2 separate regions of the Mus musculus genome follow, and region 2 is linked to region 1. A link is a contact called in public Hi-C data. All regions are on one chromosome and are shown on one strand. The core of a region is the stretch at or near the end of the contact, and the rest is flanking DNA. Distances in the headings are between cores, read along the strand shown.

Region 1 (6,840 bases), core at 2,231-4,730:
TGAGAGGCAGGTCTGTCAGCAGAGCTCTGGACTTCACAGAGAAGTTCTTAGGTCCAACTCAATCAGCTTCTTCCTTCCAATCACAGAATTCCCCTGTGGGTCACAAGAAACGAGGGGTCTTTCGAGCCCCTGGAGAACCAGCCGGCCCCAAACTGGATCTGAAGAGCAAAACACTTGAGCAGATTCCATCAGAGGAGTGGAGGTTAAATGACCCCCCAGGGATGAGCCGGCTTGTTCTGAAGCAACTTCCTTGGTTGGGAGCCAGTGGGCTGGGTGCCCGGTATCTGAAAGCTCACAGGATTTAAAGCAGAAAGCTGTATTCCAGAATGTTCTGTGCTTTTCCATGAGTATGGAGGAGTTTTATTCCCTCAAGTTCCAAAATGTAAACCTATGACCTGCCGGGTACTGGACGTAGAATTCATGCCACAGAAAAATAGACTTGACCTAGTAATACAATGTTTGTGGATTAGTGCCATCAGAAGATAAACATCTTAGATTGTAAGCATTGGGTAAGAGTTCTCCTGCTATTTGATCGTAGACATGGGTTTTTGTTCTAGCTTTTTAAAGATGGTTTACATTTGAAAAGAATTAGGGCAACCCTGCATCTTTGATCAACTCAAAGTCTCTTTAGGGGAAGAGATTTGACACTCTAGTTTTTAACCAGAAATATAAATATGCATCAGCTCACACTCTTCCAAATTAGGCAATATAAACTTAGCATTTTTCATGACATCCAGATGAATAGGAGGCCTGTTTTATGCTTAAAAGCGACTGTCTTTGACCCACTCTTGCATGGGGCCTGTGTGTCATTATTTTTGATAGGACTTGTCATTAGTTTTTACTTTGACCTGAGCAGAGAGGAATTTTGGTTGTGAGAGTTTGTCTTTCATTTATTTGTACCCAAACTTAATTATGGCTTCACAGGTCAGTATCAACATTGTAAGTAGAAAGAAACGTCCTTGAATCATGGGATGGTTCCTCCAATTTAAGATGTGTGGTTGGACCGTGAGTTCAGATGCTCAGAAAGTATCGTTCAGTACTGCTGAGGCAAAGCACCATCTAGACTCCTGGGGGAGGAAGTCTAGACGGGATAAGTGCCCGTCCCCACTTTCTATTACACACCCATGTACACACCACGCACACACACCATACACACTACACACCACACACCACACATACACCACACACCATACATACCAGACACACTACATACCACACACATCTCACATACCATACACATCACACATACCACACCCCCCCCACAAACACACACAGACACACCACACATCACACACACCACATACACACCACATACCATACACAACATATACACCACATACATATACACACCACACACATATCACACACGCACAAAACACACATACACCATACACAGACTACACTCAGACTATACCCCCCCCACATAAAAACACACCACACATACCACACATACACCACACACACAAACATACACACATACCACACATACAAACATACCTCCTGACACCACCCCCACACCACCCCCACAGAGCATATACACACCATATACACTACACACTAAACATTCATACACACAAACACACACACACACACACATACACCCTCACACACATGGAAGATGGGCAAACCATTATATGGCATGACAAGAAGTCTTTCTCTTCATTTCTCTACCACAGAGCTTTAAAGAATTCCTTAGAATGGGGGGAAGGAGGGGTCACTCTTGACAACACTTTCCGAACCCTTATGTATAATTTCCTGGGTATTGGAGTGTGTCTGTCATTTCTCACTCATTTTCTCCGGCTATTTTGGCAACAACATGTTTAAGACTTACTAAACGGATTAGCCTTGTTATAGAGTGAGGTAAGACCCAGGTGGAAATCGAAGAGATTTGTGGGGCAAAAGAGAAAGAGAAACGTCAGAGCGTGTGATTTCATGGAGGAGCACCAGTGACTAACTTTGCCTGCAATAACTTGGTAGAAGTTTTCTCCTGTTTGCTATGAGGTCAGGGATAACACTTTTGAGGACCTACGATGCACGATGCTTTTGTAATAGTTATCTCACTCATCACCAATTATGCAAATTAGACATAATTATTCAGTTTTCAGATGGTGAGCTTAAATCCAGGAGGGCTGATAGAGACAAAGCCGGAAGAGCCTCTCCTTAGATCCACGAGTATTTTTTTTTAAGAATTGAAGTGCTTGAGTGTGTGGGTTTTACTCGGAATCAATTGAGAGGCAAACATTAACCCACCTCATTTGTCTCCATAACACTGTCTGTTGCCGCCACCTGTTGTGTAAAACCACCAAACCTGGTGGACAAGGTCAACCACAGTTGTATTTTTGCTCCTGCATTTGTAATTTGAATAGGGCTGGGGAAAAAGGGCTTCTCTCTGCTCTGTGGCTGGACTTAGAGCTGGACTGGGTGCTTGCCTCCTCCCACATGGCTTCTGCATGTGGTTTGAGTTTCCACACAAAATGGTGACTAAGTTCTAAGAACAGGGGTTTCAGGAAGGAGGAGGGGTAGGGGTAGGGGTAGGGGAAGGGGAAGAGGGAGAGGGAGGGGGAGGGGGAGAGGGAGAGGGAATTAGCTCTAGAGAGTCTAGCGAGTTAGGTGGAAGCTACACTGTTGTTTGTAAAGAAATTTGGAGGTTACAATGCATTACTTGCCCTGGGCATTGTTATTCTAAGCAAAGATCTTCCTAATGTCCAAGATGGAGAACACAGATCCCATCTTGATAGGGGTGGGCTCAAGACACTTATTTTTCTGGAGAGTGAGAGCCTCAGCTCAGCTCATTTAAGAACCAGGCTCTGTTAAATGATCAGGGAGGGCTTCATATATTCCCACCAACCCCTGGTGTGCTCGCGAGCGTGTGTGTGTGTGTGTGTGTGTGTGTGTGTGTGTGTGTGTGCGTGTGTTTGTGTATTCTTGCCCATGCAGACATATGTGGGGGACAGTGACTGACTGTCTTCCAAAATCACTTCTCCACCTTATTCTTTTGAGTGTTTCACTGACCCTGGATTGTGCCGTATAGGCCTGTCTGGCTGCAGTCCCTGGAGTCTGCTTGTCTCTCCCCACTCCCAGCCCTACGATTACAGGAATTTATTTAGGTGCTGGTGATCGGAACCCCTTACTCCCACAAGTACTTTAACCCACCGAGTCATCTTAAAGGGGTTGTCTGAAGGTTGTGCTTACCTCGTCAGTGGAAAACTTGTTATCCAGTCACAACTCGGGTTTTTCTAACACCTCCTGAAGAATAAGGAGTCATGGGCAGCCAGAGAAATTTAGAGAGAGAAAGGAAATTGTTATTGAACCAGACAGATGTGTGCGTGAGCTCTTGGTTATTCCATATCTGACAGACATTTGTGGAAAGCCTGAGTATCAAGCATTGTTCAAATCCCCCAGGAGATATCGATGTGTGGTGTACTCCTCTCTCCAGGGACTAAAGGTGGAGGAGGGCACGACGGTTAGAGATACATCTCTGTATTTGTTAAACCATTGCCATTGAACCAAGGATGGATGTGGAAGCAAACCTCGCAGAGTACTGAGGCCAGCAGAGTGCATTGTGTTATAGGGAGAACTGTGAAAGGCAGAGGAAACTCAACCCCAGCCTTCACTTATCAAAGATGAAGAATCAAGCTCCTGGTGGAAGCGAAGCTGCCAACCCAGCTTTCTTGACTTGAAATCTACTGCTTTTTTTTTTTTTTTTTGTACTGAACTGTGGTGTTTGGAATATAAGAGCATTGGGAGTTCAGTTATTAAAATTTCTTGTGAAGCAGTCTTTATCTCTGAATCCAAAAATAATGTAGGTCAAGGTCTTGATTAGATGGGCTAATAGGGACTAGGAGAGTATGCAAAGAAGGGGCTAGGAGAGTATGCAAATAATAATGGAACTAGGAGAGTATGCAAATATGGGACTAGGAGAGTATGCAAAGAAGGGGCTAGGAGAGTATGCAAATAATAATGGAACTAGGAGAGTATGCAAATATGGGACTAGGAGAGTATGCAAAGAAGGGGCTAGGAGAGTATGCAAATAATAATGGGACTAGGAGAGTATGCAAATATGGGACTAGGAGAGTATGCAAAGAAGGGGCTAGGAGAGTATGCAAATAATAATGGGACTAGGAGAATATGCAAATATGTCCTGCTCAGATTAGGCAGAAATCTTATTGGGTCTAAGGGCTTCAGTTTCTGATCTGGTTGAAGTTTGACAAGATAACAAGCATTTTGGAGATTTATTCTCATGTTATCACTCGATTTCTTGTGATATCTTGAGGGTTATAGTGAAAATATTGGCTAAAAGGCAGACAGAAGGGTATATAACACGCCAGTTACCTGCTAATCTATAAATGAACTGTTTTTCATAGAAACTCATATTATGACCATGAAAGAATTGGACCCTGAATATTAAACATATTTCCTTCTACCTCTTCTTTTGTGTTTTATATATTTGCTCCAGGATCCTAAAAGTTTGTCTGAGATAAAGAACAAGGATTACTTAATTTTACTTTGCCAGAAGCTTGGGGGGTATTTGGCCTAATCTGAAAAGTGTCTAGAAATTCCTAAAATGGAAAACTTTTCAGTTAAACTCATTTAAAAAATTGGCATATCAAGAATGGTGAGGGAGGGTGGAGTTCATGTATTCCCACTGCTCCCTGGCATGCGTGCGTGTGCGTGTGCGTGTGCCTGTGTGTGTGTGTGTGTGCGTGTGTGCTTGTGTGTGTGTGTGTATGCGCGTGCGCGTGCGTGCGTGTGTGTGTGTGTGTGTGTGTGTGTGTGTGTGTGTGTGTGTACAAGAAGAACAAAGGAGGTGTCACTCAGCAAATGGTGGGCTGTGTTCGTCATCCCTGGGGTGTCAGGTGGATGATGACAGACTTTCCAGAATTATGGATTCTCAGTGATATTTTTTTGCATCTGGAAATGTTATCCTGAGCACCCACCATCCCAAACTTTATTTCGAGTAGTTGTGTAATAAACTGTGCTCTGATTTTCTATGTTGTCCGTCCCTCATGCCACTGAGAGCCGAGAAAACCTGTTGCTACTTCATGTGCCTTCTTAAGACTTCCCAAGACAACTGGATCCCAGCACACCAGACCATTTCAAGATTCTCCTTGTTATAAATAAAATTAAAACAACTTTTATAACAGGATGGCTGCTACGGGCCAGGTATAATATGCTAATTTTTATAGTGAGCTCTATTTTCAAGTACATTTCACAGTCTAGGATTGGTGAGAAATGCTCTATTCTCATCATGTGAACTCTCAGACTGTTTCGTTGAGCAGTGCAGACATAGTTGTCTCGAGAACCTTCGAAGCCAAAATTAAGCGTCCTTCACGGGAGTGTACATGGAAGGCAGTGCTCTATCTGAGCACCCTCAGTAAGTTTTCCATCTCTGCCGGCCCCATGTGCTGACTGGAATAGCACGTGGAACATGGTGTCTGTTTGGCTCTGCATAGATGTGCAGGAACATGTGGATAAAAGGTTTAGCTTGTTTGGCATGGACACACTTGTGAGGAGTTTTGAATTCTGTAGCTGACAGGCATAGGAAAAATTTGCTTAGTGGTATAATGAATTTGACTTATATAGTAGACCCATGGGTGCTTGTGGTAAGATATTCCCTTTGCCCCCAAATACTGTAGCATTCCATAGATTACCTGACTCAATGACATCTTGTTGCTTTAAGGATAACACTCCAGACCTTCATGGTAGAAATCTCGAGCCTTCAAGATCTCTGCAGACTAAACCCATATTGTCCTTCCTTCTCTTTTTCTGGACCCAGTTTTTTTTTTTTTTTTTTTGAATGCCTGCTCTGCCCTTTCTCAAGTTTAAAACTGGTTGATTTCCCTAACCAGAGCTGTCCGCATCTGGGTACTCTAGCTGCCTGTTATTGTGTAGACTTCAGCTTAAACTGTGCTTCTGCCAGGAAGGGGTCCTTCCAATTGCTGCACGCTCTGCTCCAACAGAGCTGTCCTCATGGTATTGATCAACATGTAATCACTCACCTAAAACGTCACACAACAACATGGTTGCCACCTGGCTCTTCAGCAGGACCCTGCTAACACAGGGTGACAGATGTCATTTCCCTGGCTCCGCTCTACTCTCACCATGGAGGGAAGTATCTGGCTACTGAAAACAATCTACAAATAAATATATTATGTAAGGTATGTAGCAGATTGCCTGAGATGTGGCAGCCACCATTTGAAGATCAAAGCATTATATATCTCTATCTACAGCTACATCTATACCTATATCTATATCTATATTTAACTTTCCCACTTTTACAGTGTAGTTAATTTGATTTTACTTTGTGTTTGTTCATCTGGGAATAAAGTTAGGAGGCCACATCCTTGGTTCCTCAAGACTGGGTCAACAGAGGCTGGAGAGATGGCTTTGCAGTTCAGAAGGCTGACTTCTCTTCTAGAGGAGCCAAGTTTGATTCCTGACACCAATATAGGGCTTTAAAGCTGCCTGCAGCTCCAGTCCTAGGAATCTGATGTCTCTTTAGACACTTCATACAAATGGTGCACAGACATACACACAGATAAAACACTCATACAGATAAAGAAAAGGAAAAGAGTGAGCCAACAGGACATCAACATTGACACATTCCAGCCCCGGGGAAGCATGGCATAAGTATTTTTGAAGACACTGTTTTTGTACTGAGTTGGTCCATGAGCATTAACAGTGTCTCTCCCCTCTCTCTCCCCTCTATCCCCTCTCTCTCCCCTCTCTCCCCTCTCTCTCCCCTCTCTCCCCTCTCTCCCCTCTCTCCTCTCTCTCCTCTCTCTCCCCTCAATACCCTTCAAGGATGGGGGAGAGCGGTGTTGTTTGTTTTCACTTTCC
Region 2 (6,840 bases), core at 2,709-5,208, 490 kb after region 1:
TACACGCATGTGCACACACGTTTTATATATATAAATTTTCCTCACAAAGCTATTCTTGAGAATAGTTATTTCTTTTTCCAAGTGCAATTACAACAACCCACCAATGACTACAGTGTCTTCTCCCTTTCAGAAACCAAATACGCACACATCCCTGTCTCCTGGAAGAATAGCTTAATATCATTGGTTACTCTTGCATGCGCCCGACTCACCAGCAAGAACGACGCTGCAACAGGATCCTTCTGCACACATTTATTGGGAGAGCTTGATTGCAGAGGCGAAGAGACCCCAAGCCCAGAACTGGTGCTGCTTATATAGGCCTAGGAGAGGCGTGTCTCACACCCAGATTGATTATGCATGGGTTTTGCTTACCACCTCATTTGCATGTCTCACATCTGATTGGTTAACATGTCTCTCATCTGATTGGTTAACTTCTCTCTCATCTGATTGGGTAACTTGTCTCTCATTTGATTGGTTAACTTGTCTCTCATCTGATTGGTTAATTCTCAAAACCTCATCTTGGCAAAAAAAACTTTACTGCCTATGTATGCGTGGTGGCCAGTGGTAGCCAGCGCCACCCTGCAACGGCACATGTGGCTTCCCACAGGTTACTACACAGCCTCTCTCACCCCTTTTACTGCAATACATTTCCTTGCTCCTATTAGCTAGAAGTCGGGTGTTCTACTTCCATCTTAATTGGCCAAGCTCTCTGGAAACTGTTGTCAAGGACTCTTGCTCTGTGCTACAACAGGAACACACCGATCTGAGAGCCCCCATCCCAACATTCACATTATCAGGTGCTGTTTCATCTGAAAGACTTGACAGATAGCGCATGTGTGTATGTGTGTGTGTGCATGTGTGTAATGCACTTGTGTGTGTGTGTGTAATGCACTTGTTTGTGTGTGTGTGTGTAATGCACTTGTCGTGTGTGTGTGTGTATGTGTTTGTGCATGCATGTAATGCACTTGTAGTGTGTGTGTGTGTGTGTGTGTGTGTGTGTGTGTGTGTGCATGTTTGTGATGCATGTGTGCAGTGCGTGTCCACGGCTAGGAAGGACCCCTGCACACTAACTGCAAACCCACTTGTGTGCTCCGAAGAGCATCTTAAGCCCTCAACACTTTTAGCTCAGATGCCAGGCTGTGACCTCATAAACCTGGAAGTCACACATTGCTTTCCTTCATGGTAGCCTCATGCATTCCAGAGCGGCCACTCTCCAGACTCAGAATCACCAGAGCTTCCCGTCAAAGAGGCACTCTGCTTAGTGTTCTCTGGGGAGGTTCCTGCTTGCCTCTACACCTCCAGACCATTGGCTACTGTTCTCATTAAGAAAGTGAAACAGGTGCTCACAGGAATTTCTGGTAGAATAATGCCCTTCATAGAAACCCCCATCACTAAGTATATCAAAATATCTTATTTAGAAATGTCAGGGTATTATGTTTATACATACACAGGCATGCACCTGCCTATACATTTACATACAATGTGTATTACATACTTGTGTTTTGGTGTGAGCAAATTAACACACTAAAAGATACCTATCTATTATTTGAGTACCTATCTTGTACCATAGACCAAATACAAATACCAATAAGGTTCTGTCTCTCTCATCAAGAAATCTGAGAATCAAAGAAATATACAGGCAAATAAAACACTGTATAGTAAACACTATATCTAAGTTATGCATAGAATGTAGATGTTAAGGATAAGGCATGAGGCTGAGATTTACAAGGTCCACTTCAACAGAAGCATGCAACTGTGTGCACTTCTTACCATAAACACACACACAGTTACCTTCTTCTGTGCTGAATTCCTGGCATCACAGACTGATTCAGGGCCTTTTGTTTTTTTGTTTTTTTTTTTTTTTAAGTTTTATTTCTAATAGCAAATTCCATTCCGTTTAATTTAATGGTTGTGTCTTTGTTTCCAGTTGTAAAGAAGAGCAAATAGAATTCTCAATGAGAACATTTTCATAGAGTTTGGATGTGTGGACAATTATAATATTGGCAGTGCTCACAGGAAGCCGGGGAATTATTTGTAAAGGTTTTGATGCCGATGAATTCCATCTAATTAAAACTTAGGCCATAATCAACTTAATACATTTTATAAGATCACGTATCAAAGGACAGGCTGGCTGTGAAAATGAAGTGTCACTGGGCTTTGTGAAATAAGCATTGAGGAACAGGCAGGGTCCTTTTTCTTCTCCTTTCCTTCCTAGGCCATGCTTATTTCATATAGTAGCGACTGCAGAAAGATACAGTCCTGGCTCTGTCCAGGCGCTGATATCAGGCATTCCTCACCATTGTGTCTGCTATGACATAGCTTGACACATTAAATTTTGATAAAAAAAAATTAAATCTTCGGTTTGTTTTGACACATATTTTTGTAACAGAGAAATAATTGCTGCTTTGAACTTTTTTATTCCATTTTGGATTTTCATCACTCACGGCTACGTGAGATCAAAGCAAGAACCAGCAGAAAAGACACTAAGGAATCTCACCTTAGTGAGTAAGGGAATTTAATTTGTTGTGTGTAACTAAATATTACTTGTCTTAACTACTAGGTTTTCTTAGGGTTCTATGTTTCATTAGATACTGAGATACTTCATCCCCTGTCAACCCGTATTCCATCCCTCATGAGTCTCCAGCCAACCCACAAACAGACCTGCAAGTCAAAACATCGGACCTTGAGTGTCATAGGTAAGTGGACTCCAGTGATTCTGTGACAGCATCTTCCATGCTACAGTCAGAAAGGGTCTGGGCAGAGACCACTGGGCTTGGATCTCTGTAATCCTTAACAAAGTTGAGTTCAAGAACCATTTCAGAGTATAGAGATGCCTGGCTATCTTACCACTGAGAATGGGGATGTGATCGGTACCTAGTTCACAAGTAGAGGCTTTTTTGGAGAAAGAGAAATATATTCATGTCATCAGTATTAATCCAACAACTAAGTGAAACGGCATGTGTAGACAGTTGGGGGCACATATGTGTATGCTAACATAGAGCAAGCCATAGATAAGAGAGCCTCTGGGAAAACATGATGGTTTTTGGCCAACATGACGTTCAATCCTTTTAAGTTTTCTCTTGTCTTCTAGGCAGCAGTAAACAAAAACCATTTGTTCCTTGTTTTGTTAACCTCGGGTTTGCCGGTGTGGGCTCATATGCCAGGTAATGCCAGCTCAGCTTTGCCTCCGTTAAACGGGGACAATTAAAACAAAACAAAACAAAACAAAACAAAAACAAAACAAAAACAAAAACAAAAAACAAAAAAAAACCTCCAAAGTACAACTCAAACGGACCTGTCTTCTAATAAGTATGAAAAAAATTATGGCTCGTGAAAAAAAAAAAAAAAAGAAAAAAAAAAGGGGGGGGCTGCAACACTTCAGAGCTTCAGAGACCTTCTTGCATCACGTGAGTTTCATAACTATTAAAAATTATAGATGCGCCAGGTTCACAGCTGAGAGCAGTTTGGTTCAAACCAGAATCAGCAGCAGCTGCAAAAACAAGGAAGCACCTAGTCCATCTGTCTCCAGGAGAGGATTAGAAGCGCTCTAACAACAAGTCTGCTTCATGCAAACTACCCTAGGTTTACCATGTCACAATCAAGCCGCATGTCTTCACATGAACTGTGTTTTGGGTTTTTGGGTTTTTTTTTTTTTTTCTGGTAGCCTCCAGTGCCATCAGCAGAGAGCCAAAGCTGCGGGGATTTCCAGGGGTCAAAGAGGGGCGCGTGGGGCATTCTCTCCTGATAGAACAGTTCCTATTCGCTGTAGCCTCTGCCCTCCCTGCGCTCACTGCCTCCTCAGTCCTAGGCAAAGGGACTCTGAGAAGAAACAACTGTTTAGATGTTGCTTCCAAAAACACGGGGTTTCTCTCCAAGAGAGCTGCGTGCTCTTCACAGGCCCCTACTGCCAAGCCATAACCCCTAGATAAGTACTTTTTTTAAAAAAAGATGTGTTTGATTGTTTTTAATTATGTGTGTGTGGTGGAGGGAGACTGTTCATGGGAGCGTTGGTGCCTGCAGAGGCCAGAGGCTTTGAATCTCCCTGGAGCTGGAATTACAGGCATTTGGGAGTCACCTGACCTGGGGGCTGCAAGTAGAACTTGAGTCCTCTGCAAGAGTTACCTCAGAGCTAACTCCGTTTCAAATGCTTTTGAACCCATAACCACATGGAAGAATCCACGTTCATCCAGATTCCGCATGCGCACAGGTAGAAGCATGTATACACAGCCATTTATTTATGCAGTAGGAGGCTGAGGTAACCGCTTCAGAGAAATACCCCAATTACTCGCTCTGCACTCAAAACGTTTCAACTCGTTCATTCTGGTTAGCCTTCAAGTGACAGTACAGCGCTCTATCATGACGCTCATACAGATCATGACCCCCAGCCAAGGATCAGGACTTCCCCTCCCCCACTGCGCTCAGAATCACCTGGGCGTGTTCACGCGACAACCTTCTAAGGGAGAGAAGGGGGCACTCAGTAGCGGCTGCCTCTAAAGGGAGAATGACATTTTCTGCCGGTTATTGGCCATATGACCTTCAACAAGTTACCTGCCCATTCCAAGGCTCAGTTTCTCCATCTATTAAGTGATGGCAATGATGACATCTCTACAGAGGGACGATGCTTTGGAGTGAAACGACAGCCAGCCAGACATTTGCCTAAGTGTGATCCACGGTAGAAAGTAAGCCCTGGTGCTCGAGTCTGAGTCATTTCAGTCCTTGGCTGGTGTGGTTTACGATCTCTGTTGGGGATTTCTTCACATGTCCTAAGCTGCCTTAGATTCTGTCCCTTGCCAGAGCCAACGTGGATAAGAACTCAGTCGCCTCATTAAGGCTTCCCTGGCTACTCAACTGGAGTCAAGGAAACAGGGAGCTAATGAGGTCACTGGGTTCTGGACTTTATGTCTACCCCCAGTAAAGGTAATAACGAGGTGACTTAGGTTTTAACCTGCTCTTGGCCTTGAATACTGTCTATGTTGATTTTATAAGCAGGTGAGAACCTGTCTGAAAAAGACCATTAAAATATCAAATCATAACCCTGCTTGAGGTTCTTTTGTTAAGGACAGTAAATGTAAGATGTATCAGGAGACTGGGCAGGATTGGTCTGGGAAACGCTATAATAGTCTCTCACAGCACCCTATATACATTTTCCTGAAGAACTACTAAAAGCTACAATTCACGCTGTTTAAGTCAGGCTTAAGTCTTATCTGGTGAATTATTAAGAGTTTAATGCAATGATAATCTAAATCACCAGGTCTTAAATTTAATCACTTAACCAGTATTTAGCTTGGTATACTTGGTACTAGCTGGTTAAGTGATTAAGTAAGAAAATGTGAACTGTATGTAGTACCTTCCCCAAGCCATAGTTGGCTTGGCACAAACAATTTTAAAAGATTGTGTCCATAGAAAACTCAAAGTATAATGAAGCAACAGCTCAAGGAATGATGGTTCCTGAAAAAGTTAGTTCAGGAGCACCACAGAGACCCCGCCTGAGGAGACATGGGCTCAGCCTGTTGGGACCACCTGTGGGACATAGGGCACAACGCAGAGACCACCTGGGGGGGCATGGGGACAGCATTAAAGGTCACCTAGGGAGACAACCCTGAACAGCTGGAGGCCAATGGAGAAGCAAAACATTTCTGTATACAAGGTGGGCAAGCAGACTTATGGCTGGATACTTTAAATGGGGTTTGTTGTTAAGGCATGGGGCTGTCCTCTGCTGCCAAAACTCAGCCCTAACATTCTGATAAAGCACATGTCTGGGTATAGAATGTGACTTTGTCAGTGAAGTTGAAAGATGCCCACAGGCCAAGGTCTTTGCTATTTCTAGGTCCTGGCAGGAGTGGTCTCTCCTCACTCAGCAAATGTCCAAGGTATCAAACCCCAGAAAAGTGAGAGAATTGACTACTATAGGCATAACTATGAATACCACAGTTCACCACTAACATCTGAATCAGGTGACAAAAGAATCAGACAATGTAAAAAAAATGGCTGTCAACTTTGTATAGACATTGATATACCCTCGGGTCACCAAGGGTCTCAAGTTCCAACTTAATTTGTGTAAGGTTGAAGGCTGGGTATCAAAGTTTTAGGCTCTTCTCTGGGTGATGCTGAACTGTATCCCAGGTTTCTATCTGCTAGCATGGTGTGGGTGGAAGCTAGATGGGTATGAGCAGGCAGTTTTTGAAACCTGAACACCCTAACGCTGGCCCATTTGTATTAATAATAGCTGCTCATTTGCAGGAAGGTGGAAGGAAAGGTAGAGTCAGTGGATATAAGACAGTGAGGTAATGATGGACCTAAGATTAATTCTCCCCATTACATGTCACCCCCACTTGACACACTTCAAATTGATGGATTTCCTTCCTAGAACTCTAAAATTCATACAATATCTCTTATGCTTTACCAAAAAGAAATTGAATCTCAGAAACGGCAAATAGCATGACTACAATCCACAGCTAATATGCTGGTAAATCCATTTCTTCCAAACTATAATCTACATACTTCTAAAAGAATTAAAAAAATAAAAAACCCACAGCATTTTCTCCAAATAAACAACCTTTTCTCTGATAAACCAAACATAACATTTTCCTTTTGCATGCAAATTTAACTTTTGTTGACTAAATACCAGTTTGAATCATTTTTGCAGAGAAATCTGTGGTGCCTAACATAGTTGACATTTCTACTCTTTTCCAGTCCAGCACTGGAGTCTCTTTTGGGATTTTGCCCAGTCCCTGCTCTGTGCACTTCCAGCCAGGGTATGAACAATAGGAGTGGGTGGAGGACTCGAGGTGTGTCTCTAAGTTTGCTTTTTGTTGCTCTAATACAAACACTACCATCATTGAC

The links. A called contact is a pair of places that touch in the nucleus more often than the background predicts.
Region 2: a contact with region 1 is called in a Hi-C map of the CH12 cell line, with 2.6 times the contacts expected there. The contact joins two enhancer-like sites. A contact is called at or near these places in 18 of 484 Hi-C or Micro-C datasets (the CH12 cell line, the HL-1 cell line, Sertoli cells and 11 more) and 9 of 115 datasets of contacts at active chromatin or transcription factors (DN3 thymocytes, T-cell acute lymphoblastic leukemia, Th17 cells and 6 more).

Annotation. Positions count from the first base shown.
Region 1 is chr15:93,713,346-93,720,185 of GRCm38.p6, forward strand. All of the region lies in intron 1 of Gm30339 (a long non-coding RNA gene), which reads left to right. Among named protein-coding and RNA genes, the nearest start is that of Gm41386, 4.0 kb to the left of the region's middle. Within about 2 kb of position 3,481, at least 3 of the 459 cell types and tissues checked have an H3K27ac peak or open chromatin away from gene starts, as enhancers often do. A contact at or near this core is called in the CH12 cell line, where this site is marked.
Region 2 is chr15:94,201,928-94,208,767 of GRCm38.p6, forward strand. No RefSeq gene overlaps it. Among named protein-coding and RNA genes, the nearest start is that of D630010B17Rik, 42 kb to the right of the region's middle. Within about 2 kb of position 3,959, at least 9 of the 459 cell types and tissues checked have an H3K27ac peak or open chromatin away from gene starts, as enhancers often do. A contact at or near this core is called in the CH12 cell line, where this site is marked.